Regions from separate parts of the Mus musculus genome. Here all the other regions are linked to region 3. A link is a contact called in public promoter capture Hi-C data. All regions are on one chromosome and are shown on one strand. Each heading gives the region's core, a stretch centred on a gene start, on an enhancer-like site or on the middle of the called end of the contact. The rest is flanking DNA. Distances are from core to core; before and after follow the strand shown. Region 1 holds the start of Ndufa8 (NADH:ubiquinone oxidoreductase subunit A8). Region 2 has its middle 11 kb from the start of Gm46735. Region 3 holds the start of Pdcl (phosducin-like). Region 4 overlaps Mrrf (mitochondrial ribosome recycling factor). Region 5 holds the start of Rbm18 (RNA binding motif protein 18). Region 6 overlaps Morn5 (MORN repeat containing 5). Region 7 holds the start of Psmb7 (proteasome (prosome, macropain) subunit, beta type 7).

Evidence for each region. Promoter capture Hi-C pulls out the DNA fragments that hold promoters and counts their contacts.
Region 1: a promoter capture Hi-C map of liver shows a contact between it and region 3, with 8 times the contacts expected there. The contact joins the promoter of Ndufa8 here to the promoter of Pdcl in region 3. A contact is called at or near these places in 14 of 39 promoter capture datasets (the 3T3-L1 cell line, the C10 cell line, the HPC-7 cell line and 9 more), 3 of 484 Hi-C or Micro-C datasets (CD4 T cells, the HPC-7 cell line and LSK cells), 9 of 115 datasets of contacts at active chromatin or transcription factors (acute myeloid leukemia, astrocytes, embryonic stem cells and 4 more) and 3 of 9 other capture datasets (embryonic stem cells, liver and macrophages).
Region 2: a contact with region 3 is called in a promoter capture Hi-C map of cranial neural crest. The contact joins the enhancer-like site here to the promoter of Pdcl in region 3. A contact is called at or near these places in 10 of 39 promoter capture datasets (the 3T3-L1 cell line, the C10 cell line, the HPC-7 cell line and 6 more), 2 of 15 datasets of contacts at CTCF or cohesin (large pre-B cells and pro-B cells), 3 of 484 Hi-C or Micro-C datasets (the AML12 cell line, B cells and cortical neurons) and 14 of 115 datasets of contacts at active chromatin or transcription factors (astrocytes, cardiomyocytes, embryonic midbrain and 8 more).
Region 4: a promoter capture Hi-C map of liver shows a contact between it and region 3, with 4 times the contacts expected there. The contact joins the enhancer-like site here to the promoter of Pdcl in region 3. A contact is called at or near these places in 13 of 39 promoter capture datasets (the 3T3-L1 cell line, 3T3-L1-derived adipocytes, the C10 cell line and 8 more), 2 of 484 Hi-C or Micro-C datasets (adipose-derived mesenchymal stem cells and granulocyte-monocyte progenitors), 1 of 115 datasets of contacts at active chromatin or transcription factors (stem cell-derived neural progenitor cells) and 1 of 9 other capture datasets (macrophages).
Region 5: a contact with region 3 is called in a promoter capture Hi-C map of pre-B cells, with 5 times the contacts expected there. The contact joins the promoter of Rbm18 here to the promoter of Pdcl in region 3. A contact is called at or near these places in 18 of 39 promoter capture datasets (the 3T3-L1 cell line, 3T3-L1-derived adipocytes, the C10 cell line and 12 more), 7 of 484 Hi-C or Micro-C datasets (the Ba/F3 cell line, CD4 T cells, the G1E-ER4 cell line and 4 more), 14 of 115 datasets of contacts at active chromatin or transcription factors (the 230-238 cell line, the SCID.adh cell line, astrocytes and 10 more) and 4 of 9 other capture datasets (adipose tissue, embryonic stem cells, liver and 1 more).
Region 6: a contact with region 3 is called in a promoter capture Hi-C map of the 3T3-L1 cell line, with 14 times the contacts expected there. The contact joins the enhancer-like site here to the promoter of Pdcl in region 3. A contact is called at or near these places in 5 of 39 promoter capture datasets (the 3T3-L1 cell line, cranial neural crest, embryonic stem cells and 1 more), 5 of 115 datasets of contacts at active chromatin or transcription factors (embryonic forebrain, embryonic stem cells, forebrain and 2 more) and 1 of 9 other capture datasets (embryonic stem cells).
Region 7: a promoter capture Hi-C map of pre-B cells shows a contact between it and region 3, with 7 times the contacts expected there. The contact joins the promoter of Psmb7 here to the promoter of Pdcl in region 3. A contact is called at or near these places in 5 of 39 promoter capture datasets (the C10 cell line, cranial neural crest, liver and 1 more), 6 of 484 Hi-C or Micro-C datasets (CD4 T cells, CD8 T cells, natural killer cells and 1 more), 1 of 115 datasets of contacts at active chromatin or transcription factors (large pre-B cells) and 2 of 9 other capture datasets (adipose tissue and liver).

Annotation. Positions count from the first base shown.
Region 1 is chr2:36,047,892-36,050,591 of GRCm38.p6, forward strand. It overlaps Ndufa8 (NADH:ubiquinone oxidoreductase subunit A8), which reads right to left and starts at 1,447. Exons shown (of 4, transcript NM_026703.3): 1 at 1,301-1,447. The coding sequence starts at 1,351. Morn5 (MORN repeat containing 5) reads left to right here and starts at 1,582. Exons shown (of 5, transcript NM_029309.2): 1 at 1,582-1,684. The coding sequence starts at 1,638.
Region 2 is chr2:36,201,919-36,204,618 of GRCm38.p6, forward strand. No RefSeq gene overlaps it. Among named protein-coding and RNA genes, the nearest start is that of Gm46735, 11 kb to the left of the region's middle. Within about 2 kb of position 1,338, at least 85 of the 459 cell types and tissues checked have an H3K27ac peak or open chromatin away from gene starts, as enhancers often do. A contact at or near this core is called in B cells, cortical neurons and forebrain, where this site is marked.
Region 3 is chr2:37,358,018-37,360,717 of GRCm38.p6, forward strand. Pdcl (phosducin-like) reads right to left here and starts at 1,315. Exons shown (of 4, transcript NM_026176.3): 1 at 1,126-1,315.
Region 4 is chr2:36,158,119-36,160,818 of GRCm38.p6, forward strand. It overlaps Mrrf (mitochondrial ribosome recycling factor), which reads left to right. Exons shown (of 7, transcript NM_026422.2): 5 at 1,481-1,572. Among named protein-coding and RNA genes, the nearest start is that of Rbm18, 23 kb to the left of the region's middle. Within about 2 kb of position 1,358, at least 8 of the 459 cell types and tissues checked have an H3K27ac peak or open chromatin away from gene starts, as enhancers often do. A contact at or near this core is called in liver, where this site is marked.
Region 5 is chr2:36,135,399-36,138,098 of GRCm38.p6, forward strand. Rbm18 (RNA binding motif protein 18) reads right to left here and starts at 1,306. Exons shown (of 6, transcript NM_026434.4): 1 at 1,084-1,306. It overlaps Mrrf (mitochondrial ribosome recycling factor), which reads left to right and starts at 1,000. Exons shown (of 7, transcript NM_026422.2): 1 at 1,000-1,301.
Region 6 is chr2:36,076,140-36,078,839 of GRCm38.p6, forward strand. The region is part of intron 4 of Morn5 (MORN repeat containing 5); the gene reads left to right. Among named protein-coding and RNA genes, the nearest start is that of Lhx6, 27 kb to the right of the region's middle. Within about 2 kb of position 1,387, at least 14 of the 459 cell types and tissues checked have an H3K27ac peak or open chromatin away from gene starts, as enhancers often do.
Region 7 is chr2:38,642,638-38,645,337 of GRCm38.p6, forward strand. It overlaps Psmb7 (proteasome (prosome, macropain) subunit, beta type 7), which reads right to left and starts at 1,269. Exons shown (of 8, transcript NM_011187.1): 1 at 1,204-1,269; 2 at 721-814. The coding sequence starts at 1,265.

The DNA of each region.
Region 1 (2,700 bases), core at 197-2,696, 1.3 Mb before region 3:
TCAAATCTGCTTGCCCGCCTTTCATGTGTTAGTACTAATCATGTGTTTTAACTTTTACTACTCTGGTTATTTACATAATTATATATACCAATTGTGCAAACTTTAAAGAGAAATTTATTAGGATGCTTTTGCATGAAATGTTTGCTAAGCCAAATTAAACATCTAACAAAATATGTCAACTCATGTTTGACCAGTTACACGGTGGGATAAGAATAAAAGACTGGCTGATAGGAAAATCCTTTCTCTCGCCTCTAAGTCAATTTCATATAAATATGCTAACAATTTCTTCATCTGAGGAAAATACCAAGTTGCCATCCTCACAGGTTTGTGAGAGCCTACGTGAAGTCGTATAGGAGAACATTCAACACAGTGCCTGCCATGACAACACAGCCATCTTTTCCCTCTGTCTCACAGTATAAAGTCCAAACTGTTCCCGCCTCGTCAGTGACTTCTCTAGAGGCTTAGCACCGCTAATCTAACAGTAGGCTGACATCAGACAGCTCTCAGCTTCCTCGACAACACGGTTCTACAAGTCCTTCCTCACTCTGTTGCACTTTGGCTGAAAGATTTAACAGGCTGGGTTTCAGAAAAGATCTGGGTTCCTGTTACAAGTCTTCCATACACTGTCTATGTGACCTTGGGCAAATCGCTTCTACTCTTGGGGCCTATTTCTGGTCTACAAGGGAAACCAGTTATACCCTACCTTACTTTGTGTTCCAATTAGCAGCCCGGCCTTTAGAAATGGAGTGATCATGTTTGTGATAGTTACAATAGCACACCACTTTTACTTCACGTTTCACAGAGCCATGCACTGTGCTGTACAGCCTCTTTATCTGTCTCTTTATAAAACTATAAACTATAAGAGCTGGGCACTGTCTCTTACTTCCCATTGCACGTGCACATAACAAATACTTAAATGTCTCTCGAAGAAGTAAATGCTTTACTTGTGTCCCATTACCAAAACACCCTGGCCCATGCCAGACTCACTGTCCAACACGTACTGTGTGCTGCCGCGGCACCCAGGCCTGCTCTGCACCGAGATTTTGACAGACTTGGAAGGGGAAGGTGAGCACCAAGAGGAGGCAGGCTCGCCTCACCGGGAGGGAGAGCAAGGGGCTAGGTGATGCTAATGGAAAGTATCACCCGATTCACAAGAAGAGAGGCCGGTCGCAGTGCGCACAGGAATGGCTGGAGCCAAGGCGAGATGTGACCATGCAGGTCGCAGAGGCCGGAACCGTGCCTGGGCCCGCCTGAAAGCTGCAATCCCAGGCTTCCCGCCTGCCCTCAGGAAGAGCCTCACCTCCTCCACTTTCAGCTCTTCCAGAGTTGGCAGCTCCACTATCCCCGGCATGACGGCGGTAGCCGCGACCCTGACCAGGTGCCCTCGGCCGTGTCGCCCGTCTCCTTCAAGTCCCCTTTGGCTGGCCAAGACTGCCCGGTACCATCTGCGCATGCGTCTCCAGCGACGCGCAAGCGCACTGCTCTAGGGCCGCTGGAGGAGGCGAAGCGTAAGCCATTCCAGGAAGTCTAGCGGTCCCGAGGGGCGGGGCTTCATCTGGTCTCCGCCCACATCTCCTGGTTGTCATAGTGACGCCAAGACAGCTGAAGTTGGTGTCTGTTAGACACTAGCTGTTAACATGCAGTACACCGGGAGCCAGTATTTCGGGGAATACATAAACGGGAGGTAAGCCCCCATTCGTCCATGTCTCCACTTTCAGGCTAGTGAAAGACAACTGTTTTTAAGCCTCCGCCAAGGACCCTCAGCCAAATGCTTTCAAAAACTTGTTCAACTATAGTGCTCAAGCACAGATACCTAATAAGTCGCATAGGTAGGATTCACTCATTCATTCTTTCATTCATTCATTCGTGTGTGTGTGTGTGTGTGTGTGTGTACGAGCGCGTGCGCGTATCCCCTGCACCCATGACCATCTGTAACCAAAGTTCCTCTTCTGGCTTCTGTAGGCACCAGGCATGCACATGGTACACATTATATACATGAGAGCAAAACATACACATTAAAAAATAAATATTTAAAAAATTATGCAGGCAAAGAAAACTAGAAAATGGTATTCAGAGCTGGAGAGATGGCTCAGCAGTTAAGAGCACTGACTGCTCTCCCACAGGTCCTGAGTTCAAATCCCAGCAACCACATGGTGGCTCACAACCATCTGTAATGAGATCTGATACCCTCTTCTGGGATATCTGAAGACAACTACAGTGTACTTAGATATAATAAATTAATAAATATTAAAGAAAAAGAAAAGAAAGTGCTATTCGGCAAATACTGATTTTTCTCTGTGTCCAGATTTTGAATTTGACCCTGGTCAGAATCCCTGCAAACACAGTGGGACGGTTAAGCGTAACACAGTTATGACAAGTAATCAAGGTCAGCCCTGTGGTCAAGAGAGGCAGACCACATGTGAGATGGTCACTTTGCCTTGCCAGCAGCTCTGGATGAAGAAAGCAGAAAATTTTTTAGAGCTGGAGAGGCCGATGCTGGGGGGGTGGGTAATGGACAGATAAGCGATAGTTGTTTGGGCTATAAAGCACTTCATGGGGCTGTAGAGATGCAGAGATGAAGGAGGATCTGTATGCACAGGCTAGAGGAACTGCAGGGTGTTTTGAGGAAGCAGGAGTAGTGGTCTAGCCAAGCACAGGGACAGATTCTTAGAGAGAGTGGCAGTAATATATATAATGGGA
Region 2 (2,700 bases), core at 88-2,587, 1.2 Mb before region 3:
CCAGGAATTTGACCAGGACAGGTGCTCATGAGGGCACTCCAGCTGGGTCCTCGTGCTCAGCCTAGCTCCTCATCCCTTCAGGGACTTTGCAAAGTCTGCTCCTTCTACCCAGAATGCTCCAGACTGAAGTGACCACTGCCGCATGGTAGCCTTCCCTAGTTTTTAGTAGCCTTCCCTAGCTGAGTTAGTGAGACAGAAAGAGAAATCCCAGAGATTAGCACGCAAAAGGCGACATGGAGAGGTTGGGAGCCCTTAGTTTAAGAGAGCATTGTTAGCCAAGGGAGCAGCTCTGTAAAGCCCTAGTCGCCTGCACTTGGGAGGGGCGGGTACTTTGTAAATGACTCATAACTGAGGTCCTGCCTCACTTCTTTCTTGCCTCCGTGGAGCCAGATCACAACGGAGGAAAGGTTTCAGCAGCCTGGTTCCAGCAGCCTCTCGGCTCTAATAAACCATCGCCTTTCCTGTAACCATCCATGTCCCCGTACAGTTCATTGTAAAGGGGCATCGGAACCTGAGAAACCCAGCGCCTCATCTCCAGACTCAGATCCCGATCCGTTCTATCAGTGTCCACTGACAGCTGTCCTATGCCCCTGGACCTTCCGCCTCACCACAACGACCGATCTGATTGTGTGTAGCCTTTAGTTTTCCTTCTGCCCAGACCTTGAGTGCTGAGATGGCAGGAACCTTCTTAATCCCCCACAGCCTGCTCAGTGCCACGAAGGAAGCCTCACACATTGTCCATTTGGCAAGGACCTGCTGAATGAACAAATGGATTTAACAGTATTTGTCAGCTGCATAGGGTGGGTTTATCATTCATCAAACGCGTCTGCGTCTTGGTCCATGCTTGTTGAGTATCCTCTGAGGCTGCCTCCACAGGTTCCAGAGGTGAACCAGTCACCATACGGCTGCTGATCTCTCAGCCTGAAAGAAGAGACTGACATCCCCCAGGTAAAATCATAAGATAACGCCAAGTACAGGAAGACAAAGCCGACGCTAGAGTGGAGAGGGATGTCAGAGAACATCTCTCCCAGGTGACATCTCAGAGGGATGAGTCCTGGCTTCTGAGACACGACTCTCCCCTGCTTGTGGTTGGTTGGACCCAAGGAGCATCCAGGTGTGGCGAACCCGGATTCTCAAACCCTTCCCGTTGGAGCAAAGACTCAGGAGGGGGCCTTCTGTGCGGTGGGTGGGTGCGTGAGGCGGCGCGGAAACCTCAAGCTGCTCTTCGTAGCAGCTGTGACTGGGTTCTTTCTGCGTGGTGAGAGGCGGGTTGCTTTGTGCACCGAGGCCTCAGCTGATTGTGGCCAGGCGCTTGGCACCCACAGACCGCGACCGCCAGGGTTTACCGAGCACCCCCGGCGCCCGGGCGGGCCGTGCGCAGCGCGCCAGCCCAATCTCGCCTCCTATATTCAGAGTTGATTAGACGCTATTTCTGCCTGGATTTTTCAGAAGGCTCAAGAGCTTTTTTAATCACTACAGTGGCTCATTACGCTTTTGCAGTGACACTCATGTCCTTCAGTTCTCTTCTCAGATTAGATTCTATAGTCAGATGAATATTGGATGATTTCATTACATACAAATGCAATCAACAGTTTTGCATAAATTTCTTCTCTTTTCTTGAGTTTCAATTGACCCCAGCACCCGTGGTGGCAGGCGCGATCCACATGCAAATGAGCTGGGTTTGCAGCGGAGGGGAGGGGCTGAGAGGAGGCGGGCACTAGCTCCAGCCGGGGGAGGCGGCAGCCTTGATTGCTCAGGCTTTGGGAGAGGGGCTTCGAGGAGCCAGGGGTGGTGTGCGGTGGAGGGGGCTTGTGTCTAGCCTTACGCTGGCCCAGGACTCCCAGTCTGTTCTCCAGGTGATCCGAAGCATAGGCATGCAGACTATCTGGGCTCAAAATGGACAGTGGAGCCCCTGACCTGGGCACCTGGGCTCACGGCAGGATGCTAGAAGTGACTCGGTGGAGGTTCTTTTTAACAACATGTGTTTTACTGTTTTAGCAACTAGCTGGTGGGTCTCCCTGAGCATTCCTGCTACGTGGTGGCTCTGACCAGATGAGAGCCCACGGTGCTGTTGTTATTATCATTATAGCATCATTATTCCTTGTGGGAGCTTATGCTGTGGTTCTGAGAGCAATCAGCAAACGGTGAAAGCCAGCCTAAGGCACTTGGCAGAGTTGAAACCTGTCTCATAGTTGTTCTCCCCGTCTCTTTCTCGATTTCTCCAGCTCTTTTGTGATGAAGGAAGACTCTTAAGGAGTTGAGCCTCTCGAGACTCCTACAGACTCTTACAGATGTTTGGCAACTCTGTTTCCCTCGGACTGGCCAGCTCTTTCAATGCAGAGCTCATTTCTGATTCACAGGATCCCTTGATGAATGGAGGCATTCTGCACCCTGCCCCAGAAGCACCTGTCTGTCTGCACCTGGGCTCTGAGTCTCTCAGCCCATCTCTCCTTGCTCTCCTGCCTGTGATAGCCCTGAGGTCAGCAGGTAGCAAGCCGGACATGGGAGCTGAAATCACCTTCCCTAGAGCTAAACAGAGTCTCTAAGACTGACTTGAGTTTCTCATCAGAGTTTGCCTCCAGGTGTTCCTAGTGGCCATGATGAATCCTAGATCTGGGTGAAATCAGCACCATGATGGAGGCCACAGGGGGTGGAGATGAAAGGGGACCTAGCTGTACAGTTTAACCTGCCACAGAGACA
Region 3 (2,700 bases), core at 65-2,564:
TAGCGCAGGGCAGTGGTGGCCCACGCCTTTAATCCCAGCATTTGGGAAACAGAGGCAGGCAGATTTCTGAGTTCGAGGCCAGCCTGGTCTACAGAGTGAGTTCCAGGACAGCCAGGGATACACAGAGAAACCCTGTCTCAAAAAAAAAAAAAAAAAAAAAAAAAAAAATTAATTAATTAATTAAAATAAATTAAAAAAAGACTCCGGCAGGAATGACTAGTCAAAAACAAAAACAAACAAACAAAAACGTCCTTCCTCTAAGCATACCAAATATCAACACTGCGCTGCCTTCAGAAGAGACTTAACATATGGTATTTACTCTATTACAATTTACCTCTCTCCCACACAGCAGATTCCAGTCAGGACAGAGCACTGTGCACGCTGAACAGCAACCAAGAGGAAAGTGCCAGCACCAGGGGAAGGAAGAAAACTTTTACAATTTCCTTGTCTGGGATGTGCCAGAGGGCCACAACTCGGTCCGATGAGTGAAAAACGGGGCCAGAAGAGGAGGAGTGTACTGAGGAGACTGGGCTGCTGAGAGGTGAGAACACTGGCAGACAGAAGTGGCATGCACCCGCAGTGCAGAAAGTAAACCTCAAGTGGGGATAGTAAACTTGAAGAGGTGGAGGATCATGAAGAGGGTGGAGCTAAGGAGAGGCACAGAAAAGGAGGAGCAGTGATATGGGCAGGGCCAGTGAAAGGCTTCCAAGAGAGGCAGTTAAGAGTGTTAAGAGAAAGTAGGACAGTGAAGAAGACAGGGCTGCACAAGTGGAACACAGAAGGGCGGGGCTAAGCTTCCAGGAAGGCGGAGCTTATGGGACAAAAGGGCAGGGACAGGATGTTAAGTAAAGCAGAGCTGTAAGGACGGAGTGGAGAAGGCGGAGCCATAAGGAAGGTGGGGCTGAGGAGGCGGAGTAGCGAGGAGGACAGGGCAGGGGAGGGCACAGTGAAGAGGGCGGTACTGAGGAGGGACGCTCCGAGTCTCCAAAGGAATTTGAGAAGTACAGAGGAATTGGGATCCAGGAGCCGGGAAGCAAAGTAGTTCGCCCAAGGCGCGTAAACTCCTGCCCCACCCATGTCTAGGCCCGCCGCTTCCTCCTTGCCGACGCCTGCGCAGTTAGTTACCTCGCCTCGCTCAGTCTGCTCCTTCTAGACTAGCAGCTCCTGTCACCAACAAAGGACGCTCGCCTAGAGAAAGAGAAGTGGCCGAAAGCCTTGAGCGACAGAGAAAAAGCTGCCGTGGACTCTGCGGACCAATCACACGGCCTTCCGGCGTCGCGGCGGACGCACGCTACCCAATCACAAGAAGCTTATCTCGGCGTCTGAGGAGGAGCTACGGGTCTTAGCTTAGGACAAAACTCGTAGATGTGTATTTCTAGTTAAATATGAAATTTTTATTAACTTACGTTCCAAGTTTCGAGACAAATTACAAAGGAATATTAAGGCGAAAAATAACTCGAAAACATTAACTTCTTCAAGAATAAGTAACTCAAAGAACAGAAGTTGTATGACAACCTGAATTGGATTGCTGGACTGGAAACGAGCATGGACAACTGAAGAAATTTGAATAACTCTTATCAACTAATGTTAGTCAAATAGTTGACTCTGTAGTTTACAGAGTTTACAACAGTTATGTATAATGATTACCTTTGAAAATTCTAGATTAAAAAAAAAGTCAAGGAAACTACCCTATGTTTGAAAACTTTTGTTAAACCTCAAATGATTTCAAACTGCTTAGTTGGCGTGTCTTGTACACAACTGTGAGATTGCAAATTAAACCGTGTGCTAATTAAAACATATCAAATTTGCTCGATTTGTATAAAATGCAGCGTTTAAGATAGGGCTCTTAATTTGAAAAGGGGGTTTCTTGATTCCTGTTTCTAGGACCACCTAGATGTTACTGCAAATTTGTCTATGTTCACATTTTAGAATTTCATCTTCTTGCCCCAACTGGGTGGTGGGGGTGATGGAGTGGGAGAGCTGGATGAGCCATCAGACCTGACTAAGCTTCCAACGTCCACCCATTTGGCCCAGGATTGGGCTAGTATTTGGGCTAGACTCAGAAATGCAAGGTACCTCCCCATGCCATCCCACCCCCACTGCTACCCCTGCCATGCAAGTTCTGTGCAGGGATAACATACTGTGGCCCCCAGGTTGAAGGGTGCCCAGTGCCCCCAAGTTAACCTGGAGACCTAACCTGAGGGCTAGGCAAGAGCTGGAGTGGAGAAAAACTCAAATGGGACCTGGGGCTTTTCCTGGACCGTCTCTTTGGAAAGATGTCAACTGAAAGGAAATAAAACTGTAATTCATGTAATGTATGTTAAATAGCCCAAAGAGTTGTTTCTGAGCTTTGAAACCTGGGGCTGAGAACATAGCAGAACAGACCAGGACATGCCCGGGCAAGCCCATCGCCTCCCTAGCTCCCACCCCTCTGACCTAAGTTAAATGTTACAGGCTGCTGATGTTTAAATGGACCAATCATGTGAAACCGCGCCAATTCCTCCCCCAGCCCCACTCCTTTTCTATAAAAACCCCTAGCTTCCAAGCCTCGTGGTCGAATCCACTGTCTCCTGTTATGTGAGATACGTTTCGACCCGGAGCTCCGCCATTAAAAACCTCTTGTTGTTACATCAAGGTGTTGTGTTCTATTCGTGATTCTTGGGTGCACGCCGAATCGGGAGCTGAGTGGGGGTTTCCCCA
Region 4 (2,700 bases), core at 108-2,607, 1.2 Mb before region 3:
TCTTTATAGCAAAGACAAAGTAACAGCAGTGGGCTAAGTGCAGTTCAGCTTCTCCTTACCCCTGAGAGGAACTGACGTTTGATAGGTCGTGTCTTTATTGCCTGTTTCTTGGGTTGTCAGAGAATGCTGTCTGTTCTAAAGGATTTGGCTTTACCCTGTAGGCCACTTGTTCACAGTCAACAGCTGGTGCTTGGTTATATCACAGCTCCCTTTCCAACCTGAGAGTCTATGCCAGAAATGCCATTTTAAAGCTTTAGATTCTTCACACCTGGGTGTGGATATTCTAGTTTGACATTTTGACCTCATACAGGTATAGAATTAAGGTTATTTAAAGATGGAATGGAAGTTTTTTAGATACCTCCTCTAAAACATTAACAGTGAGATGCTTGGAGAAATAAAATTGGTGTGTGCCACCCTCCGTGCCTTTCAGACATAAGAGCTGGAGAGGAACTCAAAGACAGGGATTGGCCTTGAATTCCAGTGGCATGGCATGATCTGCTCTGGAAAAACCTGAAATACTTTTGAGTATGTCAGAAGCCTTGTTCTTGTGAGTTTGTTGTCTTCCACCCACTTTCTGTTGCTTTTAGGATTGCTACAAGGTGAGGCTGAGTGTTAGGGACTCTGTACCAGGGAGGGGGCCTGTCAGAGGGGCTCCTGAAGGGTGTTAGGGTGATAGTGTTTCAGTGTAATGCTTCCATTGACTCTGCCATTAACTTGTGCTCAGTACACGGACACAGTTTATTCACACACTAACAGCTCTTACTGAATGTTAACAGTGCCAATCACTGAGTAAGGTGCTTTAGCTCACTCACTGTCTTAGTGATGTCCCGGTACCTCATCATCTCTGATTGTGAATGATCAAATATACCTCGCAGGGATCCTGGTCCCAGAGCTGGATATAAACTGAAGCTTTTCTGACTCCAAGATCGTGCTTTGACTCTTCTGCCATTCTCCCCTTTTTGCTGTGCATACCATTGGAGGTTTATTGCTTATGCTGAAGTGTGTGTAAGCTTGGTATTGAGTGTAGATGTGAACGAGTTAAATTTATTTACTCATTCCACATTGGCACTGGTATATTTTGAGTGTAAAATGTCAACTGGATTTTTTAACGTATGAAATCTTTCATCTGTCTTTGCACCGATCTTTGCACAGACCAGCCCTCCTCCCTTGAGAATTTATTGTGGTTTTGATCTGTGTTGCCTCAAACCATTGAAATCTTTTCAAAGAAGCAGAGCTGTTTTCTTTTTCTTTTTTCTACTCTTTCTTTTTTCCTTCCGCAATACACTGGTACCAGGAGTGGACATAGTTTGCTATTCAGCTTGATCAAAGCACTCTACACCAGTGTAACTTCCTGATCTTACTGGTAACAGAACTAAATGTTTCCATGTTCTGCCAAGATGGGTTGCCAGTTATCGACAGAGGGCTTGCATCTGGTAATAATTATTTACTAATTCTGTTTACCTTTTGATCTGGTTTTCAGTGTACAGCTGCAGCTATCAAGGCTATAAGAGAAAGTGGAATGAATCTGAACCCAGAAGTGGAAGGAACACTAATTCGGGTACCCATTCCTAAGTAAGTTTGGCTGAAATCCACGTATTCCAGTGGTGTGGGGTAGTTGCCCTTGGATGGAAACCAGTGCCCTGCAGCATTCTTGGGCCAATGATGTGGCTCACTTACCTGCGTCTTTTACTCTGGCTGTGCTATAAGATCAGTTTGCTGGTACAGTCTTGTTTACCGAATACCTATGTGTGCTAGATGCTTGGTCTACAGCAGTGAATTTCAGAACCCCTTGTCCTCACACTTTCTGGCAGGAAAGTTAGGACAAGTTAGCACACAGAGTCATCACAGCTCACGTGAAGTAAATTCTAGGAGGAGATAAAAGGCATTGGTATTCAAGTGAGGGCGAGTGGTGGGAGAGTTAGAGGACAGGGCAGTTTTAGTGTGTGGGGATTCTGTAAGGAGCTAATGCTTCTGCTGAGAGCCTGCTGAGGAGGCAGAATCATCAGCCTAGGGGAAACAGTCCAGGAAAGATGAGTGGCAAGCAAAGGCCTCAGATCACAAAGCAACTTGACACTTGTCAACTCTAACCCCATAATCCCTATCGAATTATTTTTACATTAGTCTTTGGTAATTGAAGAATTAAAGGCATAGATCCAAAGTCATGGTTTTTTGTTTTGTTTCTTAATGGGGTTTTAAATGAATAAAAATAGATCTTTGTTCCTAAAATTGAAAAGAGAAGACAGGGCTGATGAGATGGTTCAGTGGGTTAAAAACAAACCGTTGCCATAGAAGCCTGATAGGCTGACTCCAGTCCCTGAGCCCACATAAAGGTGGAAAGAAGCAACTGACTCTACAGAGTTGTTTTGGCCTCACGTGTGGGCTGTGGCAGCAACCCCTCCCCACCAATAATAAATTAAAAATATTTTTAAAAAGAAAAGATAATACTTGGGAAGTGGGGTCAGGAGAGTCAGAAGTTTAAGGCCAGTCTGATCTACACAATGTAACTCTTTCTTGAAAGAACTGACAGGATGGTGACATGTTTGAGTAATAGAAAATCTGGTGTGCCTGAAGCTCAAAGAAAGGTTAGTGAGAGCAGGGTTTGGACAAGTACCGATGGGCGGTTCAAGGCCATGGAAGGAATCGGGATTTCTTCTAATGGTGAGGAGAAGCCGTTGGATGGGTTAAGGCCATGGATTGATG
Region 5 (2,700 bases), core at 56-2,555, 1.2 Mb before region 3:
AGTGCCTCAAGCTCTGCCTTGTACGAAATACTCTCCATTCTCGGATATTTTTGAAAAAGAGAACTAAATTTAAAAACGGCAAAATATTGAAGTAATTGACAGATACTGAGACAGGCACTATCATTTAACGACTCTTCAGTTTAGTTCCCTTATGAGGAGAGTACCTCATTAAAGTCTGTAGCTCTGCCAAATTCTACCCCTAATGCCTTCAGAACCATGCTGAGAACTCACCCAACACTGAGAAAGCTGTGTGACTGGGGGTTGCACTACTTCAGACTGAGAATGCTGGATTTGAATGCTAGAACTTCTGATGTTCTCACGTCTAAAAACAACTGTAACACCAAAAAGATACTTAAACATGCCAAAGAGGCCATGTATAAATAGGAAGAGTACAGGACATGGGGCTAGAGAGACTCGACTCAAAATCAACTTTTCCAACTACTGTGCCTTTAGTAACAGTCCCTCCCTTAGGTATCTTCCTCAGGATCTCTGCTCCTGTGTGTGAACACAATGAGTAGTTTACTTTTTGCCTATGTTTCTAAAATAATAAAAGCTCCTATGGCATAGGGCCTTGATCATGGTTCTCTATGCCCAGCATATTGTACACTGCCTGGCTCAGAGTTGGCACTATTTTCAATTCTCTTCTTTCCTGAGATGGAGACAAATTCCTGCATCACGTGGTCATTTTAAATAAGAATATACATGTGACAGCTCAGCTCATGAAATTTTGAGAAACAAACAGTAAAGTCTAATAAGTTAGTATGTGACTATCAAGTCTTTTGGGGGTTGCAAAGGCGACAACTCCTTTGAGTAACATGTTCACAAATGCCAATCTACTCCTCCCGGCTGAGCGGTATCTACTCTAAAAGTCAGGAGGGGACTGGGGTCGCTTATTCTTACACGTTAACCACGGGGTCAGGCCAACAACCACGGCACCCCGATTCCTGGCAGCGAAGTCACTAATGGGATTGTTATTTCCGGCCAGAGACAGGACAATCCGGGGCGGGGCCTAGAAGCCTGCGGGTGAGGATGGTTTTCGCCAAGGCCCCGCGGCCAGGATGGCACTGAGCTTCGGGTACTCACCTGCTAGCCTCAGAGCTGTGCCCTCAGCTCATGCCCCGAAAGCAGCTTCCGACGCTGGGGTCCGAGCGAAGGACCTGAGGTTACCTCTGCCGAAACACCGCTCGCCGCCTGGCCGCCCGTGACGCACTACGCCTGCGCCGCCGCGCTGGCCCGTGACGTCATGACGCCCGCACCTCCGCTGTCCCGCGTGTGTTTCTCTATAGTCCCGGCCGTAGCTGGTGAGTGGCCTTGAGTGTGTGTGGGGGTCGGCTCTCAAGGAGTGGGCGGGATTCGAGCTCTGGTGACACTTTTCTAGGCTCTCGGAGGGACCTCGTAGGGCTAGGATACTATCCGTGACTGGTTCAGCAGAGTTCGGCTGGACCTTAAGGCCGGGGGCGGGACTTCTATGCTCACAAGGGTGGGGCGGGGCCATTGTCACTCAGCCGACATTTAGAGCCTTGCCTGGGAACTTGGTAAATAGTTCCTGATGCTTAAGACGTCACCTGACAGGAATAATGCCTTTTCCAAACAACCCTACACGCGGAGGTGTAATTATTCCCGGTGGTGATGAAGAAACAAAAACTCAAGCGCTGTCTTTACCAAGGTCGCGCGTCTCCCAAGTGATGAAGTTTGAATTCCACCCAGGCCTGAGTCGAATGCCTGGGGCTTTTAAAATCATCATTCTGCTGACCAGTGGGCAAACAGTTGTCATTTCGATGGTGCTTCATCATTCCCGTGACTCTGGCACATTTTACAGATTAAGATCACATACTTAGGAAGCACTAGAAGCAGGACAGTTGCCTAGGCCATCTCAAAGTTTGGTGCTTTTTTTTTTTTTTTTCCTTCTCATTCCTGTGTTTTTATTAACTCACACACAACTACTTGTCTTCTGGATTGTTGAAGCAGTAAGGCAGGCAACACTCACCACAGTAATGTCTGTCAAGGTAACTAGCCATGAACACTCTAGCCCCATGTTGATCAGGAGGACATTTTCATCCACTTTATAGTATTTCAGCACAGCCAACTTAACCTTCTTATTCTTATTCTTCTTGGCAGTGCTATAACCCTTTATCCTTTTCTCAGGACCACCATGAAGTCTCAGCACACCTTTTGAATGTTACAGTCAAAGTATGGCCATCTTTCAGCTGCTTGCCAGCAAAGATCAGCCTCTGCTGAGAGAAGGAATTCCTTCCTTATCCTGGATCTTGGCCTTAACATTTTCTATAGTGTCCGAGGATTCAACCTTTACTGAGACCTTCCATAAGGGTCTTCGTCTCTTCCTCTTGTAAGGTCTGCATGCTCGGGGTGGTTTCACCACAGATGGTGGATCGGATCCACAGTGCTTTCTCTTTTGACCACATTCCATTGAAATTCCCAGAATCTTAGAGAACCCATAGTTGGAAAGCCAGGAAACTTGATTTGATTCCTTCAGTGAATGGCCGAGGATACAAAACCAAATTAGGAGAAATTATTTGCTATAGTTCTCATCTGGGGTAGAGCTGTGATCCATGCTCTTTGAATGTAAGTGGTTGTGAATTCCAAAGTTGCATGTGATAGGGTTGATGAGGCGGGTACATTGGAATCCAGGTGTCCTAGTCTTTACGTGAAGTCTTTGTCCACTATTCCTCCTTTGGCGTG
Region 6 (2,700 bases), core at 137-2,636, 1.3 Mb before region 3:
GGACACCCATTCAGATCTGGGCATTTTTGCCGATATTTGTATGCTAGTGGTTTTTGGTTTGTTTTGCTTTTTAGGAATATAAGAACATTAGTATTTTTAGGAACCTAGAAATCTATTTCAATAAGCAAAACACATAAAAAGCACCAAGACATTTCACTGCAGGGCAGGACAAAAAAGAAGAAAAAAACAAGGATTATTTTAAAATTCTTCTCTGACCAATACCCATAAGAGACAGAAGATGTGGGGAACACCAAGAACAAGAAGGGAAAGCTCTCTCGCCCACTTCTGACTTGCCACAATTCACTTTATCACCTTTAATTTTCCTTCGAGTCACAACTGTACACAGGGCATCCTATCTATAAAAGTCCATGGATGGTTGTGGTTGTTGTTGTTGTTGGGGGGGTGTTTTGTTGTTTTCACATCATCTCATTTATTCTGGCTTATTATCTCATCAAAAGCATTTCCTCTGTTGTCATACACGTTTCACAACTGTCATTTCTGCTGGCTGCTAAATATCCCCTCCCCATGGCTTACAGTGAAAGCCGGCTGTCCTCCTCCCCATGCCAGTAGGTTGCTGGCATGTACAATATTTAGCAATCATTTGTTGAATAAATGAATGAATGGATGGATGGATGGATGGATGGATGGATGGATAGATGGATGGACAGCAAAGTAACCATTCCTAAGTTTAGAAACAGACATCATTTTCCATTCTCTTGATTCTAAACAGCATGGAGACAACTAGATGACTTCCTTAGGATAGTGTCCCAGAGTAGCATTGCCACGCCAACAGATCCAGAACCGTAGGATGCTGCTAAATGCACGCACACAGAAGTCTTCCCTCCACCCCTACCCCCACCTCCCTCTGCCAAGGCTGATCGTTTACAATTGATTAAAGAGTTAGTGGGGGTGTTCTCCCCATCTTTTTTTGCTTTCCTCCCCTCCTCCTCCCCTCCTGCCAAAAAAAGGAGGGAAATTACCCGAGAAGGTGAAGATGTTCTCAGACAATCATATTAACATATTCCAACAATCGCAATTTGCAAAATAGTAATCACTACTCTCGGGCTCCAGGAGGCATTAATCAAAGCTACAGGTTTAATTCCATTTTAAATATTGATGAAATGTGCTCCGGCAGCCTCACCCTGGCGTGGCAGGGCCAGAGAGGAGGGGCCAGGAGGTGGAGGGAGGGTGGAGGAGCAGCTGCCCGAGAGAAGGCATCTGTGATTCAAATTGGTGGCTATGCAGCCAGGTAGAGAGTGAACAGGGTGGTAAAGAGGGCTGTTAAGTCCATTGCTGTCAATTTGTAACGATCAGGGAGGGGCCCGAGGACTGGTTCAGCACAATACACCCAGTTTGTCTGGTTTCAGGGGTTACCGCTGAAGAGGCTGCAGCTGCACTGATTCCAATAGCCTGGAGACTTCAGAACTGTAATTATCAACCAGGCTGCTCACAGTGTGGCGAAAGTGGGCTCCACCAGCGATTAACTCCTTGTGTGCTGACACATCAGTGTAGCACCCCACCACATACCCTTGGGTTGCCAGCCTCGGCTAGGACAATCAGGCAGCCTGCTAGGGGAAACTGAGGCCACTGGCTGCTTAGGTCCCAAGGCCAGAGCATGCTCAACAGCAAGCTTTTTGTCTTGAGTTACATGCAAAGAAATAACGAGGGTAGATGGGGCTAGCCATTCTGGAAGCAACCTTGGCTCCTGCATCATCAATCTTACCCTGGGGTGAGAAGTCAGGCTATGGCTCCTGATGACCTTGCTGAGAGTTCACAGGCCAGAGACAAGTTCTGAGAATAAGCATGCTCTTCCCAACCCCTGCTGGATTTTTACAGACCCAACGCGATGCAGGGTTTGTGTGGCACATCCAGCTATTCATAAACCTCTTCTCACGGTGGGTCTGGCGCTTTTTACAGGAGGCAGGTCCCGAGGCGAGGGAAGGTTTTTTACTAGCCATCTGCTTTGCAGCTTTCAGGGACTCCCCTTGGTCCCTAGTGTCTAGTCTTTATCACCTAAAGAGAATGGGGAGTCCCTCCCTCCTACCTGAGGCAGTGGGCTAAAGAGAGGTAAGGAGTAAGCACCTCCATTTCTGTAGCCTAGAGGTAGCCAGCCAGAAAACAGGGATGGCACAGAAGGACGGGGGGGGGGGGGGGGGACGACGGACGGGGGGGGGGGGACGGACGGACAAAGAAGGGCAGGCAATAAGGTGGTTGGTGGGAGCACAGGCAAGTAAAATCCATGCTTTCCTATGGTGCTCCCCTCAGAACAAAACCCAGGCAAGTTCTCCATGTGTCCACAAAAGCAGGAGCCCCCAGAACTCTGTCCCAGTGTTGTTCCTGCTGTTCCTGGTTTGGGGAAATTAGAAGCAACAAGGAGGGCAGAGTCAGCTGTAGGTGCAGCCAGCTATGAAACATGAGACATGGGTAAGAAGCAAAGAACAGGAAAAGTGAACCGTACAGCAGAGCAAAAGACGTCCCACACAATGTGGCTCACAACGCAATGCCATTCTCAAAAATTAAAAACACATTTGCACACAAAACAAGAGGACAAATTTTATAGAACTGCATGCATTTTTAGGGGTGCATGCCCTGCCATTAGAGTGGGTTCTTGTTGTGGTGGGGGAGGGACTGGATCTGGATATGTGTGTAGAGGAGAAAGAGAGAAGACAGGAAAATGAAACAAGATTCCATAGAGGGTCC
Region 7 (2,700 bases), core at 19-2,518, 1.3 Mb after region 3:
TTCCATTGTAAGAAGCCACATGAAGCTCAGAATGGACTCCACCAAGTTGTTCTCTGACCTCTACACTTGTCCCATAGCATATGTACAAGCACATACACAGAGAAAATTTAGGAAACAGTCACCTCTATTAGTTTTTGAAATGTGACTCTCTTCACCCCACTAACAACATTAATCGCTAGCCTTTATTATCTTTACAGTTTATTTCAGGATTTATCTCCATTTGATGGATAGAGATTTAACTCTGTAAAAAAAAAAAAAAAAGGCTGAGGGCAGAGTGGCTCTCCCAACGTTGTGGAGGCAGAAGCAGGTAAATTTCTAGTTTAAAGCAGCCTGATCTACAACAATCGGGGCTATATAATGAGACCCTGTCTCAAAGGGGGGGGGGGGGGGGGGGACTAAACTGCCCAAGTAGTTCACTAGAAACAGTATGGAAGCATTAAACATCTAAACAAACCAATTAATCCCAAATTCTGTGCTTTCCCATTGTAGCATCCTGCTTCCTAGAGTACCTTAGGAAAAGCCAAATTGCCCTCATGTGTAAAACTTCAAAATGAGTAAATACAAACTATTTAACATGTAAAACCTCTTGATCAAGGCATTCCCTAATAAAAGCCGATTCTCATGATGCACTCTGACAGTTCTAGCTGGAAGCTTGAGTCCAAGTGGTCTAACTACGGTTAATAGGTCAGTTACCGCTACGGTCGGCCTGTCTAGGCTTACCTTATACACCACCCCCGCGATGGTAGTGCCAGTTTTCCGAGCTTTCGGGAGCTTGAACCCCTTTTTTGCGAAATCCGCTTCCAAGACAGCATTCCTAAGGGAAGGCACAGAAATCAAGTGTTAGAGGACAAGACCACTGGCGAGAAGAGTGGGTGCTTAGGAAGGAACTCAATTTTCTTCCACCCCAGTGTGATCACTGGATTCTCCCATTATTAGCACCATCGGCGAGGAATTACAGATCGGGGCGGTGACCCAATCCCTCCAAAGCCACAGGAAAGTCCAAATCCTTACACACTGGCAAGGGGAGAGGGCCGCGCCGGCCTCAGAAGCAGCCCGCGCTGGGGCCCGATTCCCTGAGTCACACGGCCGCGGGCACCATCCCCACGCTCGCCTCACGCCCCCGACCCCGGCCGCAGCCCAGTTCCGATCCGGCGTACAGAGTTCCCACTCGGGTCCCGATCGCGCCCCCGGGCATGAACACACCTGCGACAATTATCAAAAGAAAAGCCTCCGACCGGTGGCTGAAACACCGACACAGCCGCCATCTTGCCAAGAAAGTGTTTCCGGGCCGAGGGCGGAGCGACAAAAAAAGAACTTAGCACTTCCGGCGCCGCGAGAGACCGGGACGAGAGGGCGGGGCAAACTTCGAACTGGCGCTCTTGGACATAGAGTTCTTGAGTTCTCACTTCCTAGAGAGGCTTGGGTCTTTGAAGTAGTTTTGCCTCAAGTCCTGGGAAGGGGAAACTGACGATCAGCCGAAGGGATGGAATTTGTTAAATCAGATAATAAAATTCCCCCAATAACCAAATCTCCTGACGCTCAGACCAGATCTGTTTCTGCGGTTAAACTAGAATCCGGCGTGTATCAGGGACATCCACACACCCCAGGTCCAGGCAAAGCCGCTGAGCAAATCCCTTTCAACTCCCTTATTTCCTACTGTTAGTGTGTAACGGAGCTTTCACCTTCCTCAGAAAGGCAAACAGACACATGGAAAGACGTTTCGTGCCCTGAGTCACGAGGACAAGGCAACCCCAAGCCCCCAGTGAGACACTGCTTTGGACCCACTACAATGACTGGAGTTGGACAGAGAAAAACTCTCTGTGACAGGTGGGAATATAAAACGGTCATCTGCTCCGGAAAACGAACTGGATCTTAAACCAAAATTATCACTGTCATACCTACCCAGAAGAACTGGAAAGCTAAGTTCACAGATGCTTCTAGGCAAATGAGCATAGCAACCAGGTACCTAACAGGCAAATCGGGAAACAACACAAATGCCCATTGACGGATGAATGAGTAAACAAAATGTGGAATATCAGCACAGTGAAACAGTATTAGGCCGTAAAAGGGAAGGGAATGTGATACCTACTAAATCAGGGGTGACCCTGGAAAACAATTTGCTAAATATAAAGAGACTAGGCATGGAGAAGAAGAACCACATTGTATAATTACATTCACATGTGATATACTATACATTCATGTGGTAATCATGTTCACATGCCTGTGGGTACATGTGGGTGTATGGTTAATGTTGGGAGTCCTCCACCACTCTCCACTTTACTCTTTCAGTCATCTTCCCTCTGGGCCATCTCCCCAGCCTTAGAGAGTTCCATTTGTATGAAGTATCTCAAAATAGGCAAATCTGCAGAAGCATAAAGTGAATCAGTAGTTGTTAAGGCTGAAGGAGAGGCACTGGATTGTTTATGGGCACAGAATTCATAATGTTACCCAGCACTATGAGTGCAGTGTTATGTAATTTTAAGAAAATCTTCTACTGATGGAAATGTGAGGCTTGCTGCGGAAGTCAGGAAAATATTTTTAAACTTATTTAGGCAATAAGTGACACCCTCCATGACTGTGAAATGAATTCATTTACAAATATTTATTAAGCACCTACTATGTCCTATTATGATTGTAGCTGAAGACAGACGGATGGATAGATAAATGAATGAATGAATGAATAACATCCTAAGGATCTAG